2 separate regions of the Mus musculus genome follow, and region 2 is linked to region 1. The links are chromatin contacts, called in public promoter capture Hi-C maps. All regions are on one chromosome and are shown on one strand. The core of a region is the stretch at or near the end of the contact, and the rest is flanking DNA. Distances in the headings are between cores, read along the strand shown.

Region 1 (2,734 bases), core at 203-2,702:
GAATCTTTCTCATCAGTGTATATTACCTTCTCCTAAAGACATTAGCAAACCCAAGCAAAAGGCAGTAACCCCTATCAAACAAAAGCCTGACTGGTTTTCCTCCTGTTAGGTATGTGGCTACGTAATACTGAGTTCTTTGATGTTCTAGGGGATTGTAATGTTTTGATTTTGTGCTTTCATCTTGTCCTCCAGGTTTAAGGGCCTGTCTTCCTAGTGTGGCACTAAACTTTATAGGCTAATAGAAGGCTTCCCTATCTGCCATGCTTCCTTCTGTGTTTCTTCTATTTAGTACCAACATTTGTTTTTGCACACAGTGTACTAAAGATAATAATTAGACTCGTGGGTTATAAAGACCAGCTGCCTGAAAGAAAACTACTATCACCACGAAGACCTCAGTTTCCTCAGCTGTAAATGGGAACAAAAAGATCTAATTCAAACAGCTGTTGAGAATATCCAAGGCAATTAAAGCATAGCACCCCACACACATTAAAACACTCAGTGATTCTTTTTATCATCACTGTCACCAACTACTTTGGATGCCCCTGCTACCTGTACTTCGATGTCATGTAGGAAAAGCATTCAGATGCACTTTGAGAAAAAAGGAAGAGGGAACAAGAAGTTTGAGGTGTACTCAGCACACAGGAGTAAAAGGCAGGAGCTAGCTCACAGGTAGGATCTAGTAAGATGAACACTCCCAGATCCTGTTCTAAACCCCAGGATCTGGCCAGGATCTCAGGCTTCCTGCCTACTTACATTGCGGTTAAAGCTGTTGCCAGGCAGAAACGGTAGAGCCATGGCTGTCAACGTCCGATGAGGATGCAGGGTCCAACCAAAGAGAGATGAATGCCCTCAACCGCTGCTTGTTTGACCCCTGCGTTACCTGGAGACCGGAGATAGCGTCATGGAGGGAGGAGGGGCTAAGATAGGCGGGGTAGGGTAGGGGTCTTAGGGCGGAACCATGGTCTGGGAGGGGGTGAGGCGAGACAGAGTGGAGGTGGGGACGACGGGGCGGGGTCGAGTCCGCAGGGCCCCTCCCTCCCCCTCCGCCACCCTGCTAATCTTCTTTCCCTGACCGCCCACCTGCGGAAGCTGCCTGTTTCTGACCCCACTGGTCTTCTGCGCTCACAGTGAGTGCTCGGTTTTCATTTATGCTATTTTCTGCTTTCACTCTTTTTTTTTTTTTTTTCTAGAGCTCATATCCTCCTGTGACCTTCAGCTCACGAAATCTTGACATAGCATTGTTTTGCTATTTTGTTATCAAATGTAGTTAAAATGCCCAGAAACGTACAGAAATCTGACCCTTATGAGCTTACAGAGCTGTGTTGCATTTACACCAGCCTCTATTTTTTAATTAAAGCGTTTGAGATGAATCTAAAACCACTCACCCCCTACTGGGAAACTCATTCCAAAGGTAAGCATGGCCTTCAGTTCTTCCTCTGATCCTTTCTTGTATGACCTAAGTGTGGAAAATCTAAAGTCCAATCAGCAGTGGCCAGGAGCAGGGTCAAGCAGCATAAAACACGATGTCTCGTGCCTAAAATCCTGGCACCCAGGAGGCCTGCGTTCCAAGCCAAACTAGGCGTTACTGTGAAATATGTCAAAAAACAAAACCAAAAATATCAAGACTGCTCCACCAGGCACCCAGATGCCTAGAATGAAAACCTACAGTTAACTGCCCCACAGCCCTGCTGGCTGGGCACCTTAGTGTATTTATCACTCCCTCTGCTATTTCTGTTGAGACCCCTACGTCTAATTACAGCTTGCTTTACTCTATTCCTTGGAAGTGGAGGTAAGGGCAACTGATCATGCTTATAGAGCCTCCCTTTGTCAAATTCAAACTGCAATTGTTACTCTCTGCTTTAAGAAAGGCTGCCTTCCCTTCCCCTGCAGGCCATCAAACTCCTTAGCCAGGCCTAGAGCCACTTTTCATCTGTAGTGTACTGCTTTGACCCTCCTCTCCTCTTTTCCAGCTTCAAGAAACCCCTAGCTGTTTCCACCAGGATCTTCTAGGAATTTGCAAATCACTCTGTGTTCTAGAAACACACCTGTCTTCCCATGCTTCATCAAGGCTTCATCTTTCTTGTTCCAGGATTTGGTTTAGTGTGAAAAGGAGGTACAGAAAGTTTTGCCATTGCTGGGAAATGAATGTTCCCTCAGCTTTGCCTGTACCCCTCCTCCATCTTCATTAAACATAATACACACTACTTGTGCCTTCCTCCTCCTACATGGTAATCATATATTTACTTGGATTTCTGTTAAATGCCTGAAAATTCTTTAAAGACAGAGACTGTTCTTCAACAATCTTCAACTTTATTTTCTGTGTTTATAGAGTGTATATTTTGATTTGCCTCCCACAGACTCCTTCTGTTACAGGCATGCCCTCAAATCAGAATAACTCAAGCCCCTCCTGCCTCCTCTTTTAACCTATGGTTTTTATTTTTGAGATCTTTACATGATGACACATGTGAATAACAGTTCATCCATCTAATGTGCATGCTGTGATTAGAACACAAATCTGCTGTCATCTATTGTTGACAATTACTGTTTTCATTTATTTCACTAATTATTAACACTAATACAGTGAGTGACATAAACCTCTTCTTTTGTTTGCTTTGGGGCTGTTTTGAGACAGTCTCACCACACAGCTCAAGTTGAGCTCAAACTAGGAAACTGTTACTCCTCCTGCCCCTACCTCCACAGTGTTGGGATTATAGATGTATGTCACCAAGCCCAG
Region 2 (2,700 bases), core at 60-2,559, 250 kb after region 1:
ACTTACTTATAATTAACTTGCTTAAGTTGAAAATTTGTTAATGAATTAAAGGAAGTGTAAAGGGTGGAAGTGGAACTATGGTGGGCCTTTGACAGAGGGAAATCATCAAAATCCAACCAGGACTATCTGAAGGCTGATACAACCAATAAGATCCGGGAAAAGCCCCAAAGTTGTGTTCTTCTGGAATTTAAAAGTGGGGAGCCACTGAAGATTTATGGAGGCTGTGCCATTTACAAAAGGACAAGAGCCAGGTTCCCACTAAAATTTAATGAAAAGAATGTTCTCACCAGCCAGTCACGCCACCCATTACAATCTGAGTAGCTACTGAGTATTTTTCTACCATAGGTCCGGAACTGTGGCCAAATACTCGATTCCACCAGTGGTGTCTTCTTGCATATTCAGTTAAATCCAACACTTCGTATGATTCGTCATCGCTTTCATAGTCTTTAAAAATACAAAATGGAAAAAAAAAACATTCATTCTACAGTCTGAAACGTCTCACAAGCTGTTTTCATAAAACCTGTGGGCCAACACACTGTCATGTCTGGTCTACAACTAAAAAGGCCCAGATGTAAACGAAGGAGCGTGATTAACTCGATCTGGGAGACTAGGGCCTCAAGCATAAAGGGCCTAGCAACAGCATCGGCATTTCCTTTCCCAAGGCTTAGGGACACGCAGCCAGAGGCCAGTTGAATTACAAAGCAGTGGGCGGTCACCCGCACAATGAGAATAAGGTCAGGGCAGGGTACATTTCCATCTGTGGGAAAAGGGGGCGAGGGGATGATCCTTCCATGAAAGGAAAAGTCAGGAACCTAGCAAGAGGAAATCAGAGCAGGACTAAAACGCAACCAACCATGGAAATCAACCCGCCAACCCTCCTAATTTTGCAAGATGGAGAAGGGCTCGAGGTGGGGGCAGGGCAGGGCAGGGTCTAGCCTTGGTTAGGTGTAGGTGAGCATGCTAAATTCCGCAGAGAGGGAAAGGAGACCTCTGGTTCAAAGGGGCTCTCGCAAAGGGGCTGTACAGCGACAGAGCCCCAGAAACACTGGAGGAGGGAAAGGGAGAAACACCATAGCAATAAAAGGTCGAGTGCTGTGGGCAGCGTCCCAGAGACTACTTCGGGCCCTGGCTGCTCACCTTGGGGAGGGGGGTTCCGGGATGCCATGATACCGCCAGCGGCCAGTTGGGGGTGGTCCCTGCCCGCCTCTCCCCACCACTTTAAAGGACGCTCTAGGCCGAGTTGGAAGTCTATGGTCTCTCTTTTTTCCTCAGCCTCCTCCTCGCCCCGCCCACACAGTCGCGTCACCGCCACTCTTCCCTGTACACGACCTCCAACAATTTGTGCGCAGCCGCAAGGCTTGGGACTTGTGATGGAATAGCTGAGTCCCCGCCCTCCTATTGCTTATGGGAAATGTAGTCCGTGCTCTTTTCCACTGTAGCCTGGGCATTACCCCAACCTGCTCTAAGTTTCTAAGAGTTTTTTGTTGTTTTGTCTTATTTTTGTTTTTGCTTTTTGGTTTTTTTGTTTGTTTGTTTTTTACGCTAAAGGAATGGAGGGAGGAGCGGCTAAGGGTAATAGAACAAGATAATCAGTTTAGTGTTGGCAGACTGTTCTTAACAAGTCTTTAGTCAGGATGCTTCAACGAAGCTGTCTTTCTGATTAGGTGTTCTTTTTTCAGGCCCTATCTTTGGCCTTTAGTTCTTTCAAGAATTCTGTTGGCTTTAACAGAAATTTCAGGCCCACTTCTTGCTTGATGTCTAATAACCCAGTCATTCTCCAGTAAGAACCCAATTAAACTAGCTCAGCAATAAACTCCCTTGATGTCTCCTCTTGGTAGGACTCTACACTTCGACCCCCTCAGATTATGCACTATAAATCTCCAGCTTTTTGTTGTTGTTGTTGTATCCCAAATTAAAATAGACCCACTATCTATTTTAACAAGTGTCAGGGCAAATATTTTAAAGGTTTTTTTTTTTAATGAAAAAAAATTTTAATTAGATATTTTCTTTATTTACATTTAAAATGTTATCCCCTTTCCTGGTTTCCCCTCTGAAAACCCTCCTCCCCCTATCACTTCCCCACTCCTCCAGCTCACCAACCCACCCACTCCTGCTGCCTGGCTCTGGCATTCCCCTATGCTGGGGCATAGAGCCTTCACAGGACCAATGGCCTCTCCTCCCATTGATGACTGACAAAGCCACCCTCTACTACATATGCAGCTGGAGCCATGGTCCCTCCATGTGTTTTCTTTGGTTGGTGGTTTAGTCCCTGGGTATCCTGGGAATAGCGGTTGGTTCATATTGTTGTTCCTCCTATGGGGCTGCAAATGCCTTCAGCTCCTTGGGTCCTTTCTCTTGTTCCTCCATTGGGGACCCTGTGCTCAGTCCAATGAATGGCTGTGAGCATTCACTTCTGTATTTGCCAGGCACTGGCAGAGCCTCTCAGGAGACAGCTATAACAGGCTCCTGTCAGCAAGCACTTGTTGGCATCCAGAAAAGTGTCTGGGTTTGGCGACTGTATATGGGATGGATCCCCAGGTCACATTTTTCTCAAACTGCTGAGGGCTCTAGTTTTTTTAGTGCCCTGTTAGTCGAGCAGACTTTTGCTTGTATTTTTGGTTGGTTGGTTATTTTTAGACAACATCTCACATAACCTAAGATTCTCTGGAACTCCCTATGTAGAGCACGCTGGCCTCAAAC

The links. Capture Hi-C pulls out chosen DNA fragments and counts their contacts.
Region 2: a promoter capture Hi-C map of liver shows a contact between it and region 1, with 3 times the contacts expected there. The contact joins the promoter of Fundc1 here to the promoter of Efhc2 in region 1. A contact is called at or near these places in 1 of 484 Hi-C or Micro-C datasets (cerebral cortex), 2 of 115 datasets of contacts at active chromatin or transcription factors (embryonic stem cells and kidney) and 1 of 9 other capture datasets (liver).

Annotation. Positions count from the first base shown.
Region 1 is chrX:17,318,489-17,321,222 of GRCm38.p6, forward strand. Efhc2 (EF-hand domain (C-terminal) containing 2) reads right to left here and starts at 1,453. Exons shown (of 16, transcript NM_028916.5): 1 at 1,386-1,453; 2 at 754-880. The coding sequence starts at 795. All of the region lies in intron 2 of Gm35105 (a long non-coding RNA gene), which reads left to right.
Region 2 is chrX:17,571,016-17,573,715 of GRCm38.p6, forward strand. It overlaps Fundc1 (FUN14 domain containing 1), which reads right to left and starts at 1,310. Exons shown (of 5, transcript NM_028058.4): 1 at 1,138-1,310; 2 at 288-444. The coding sequence starts at 1,165.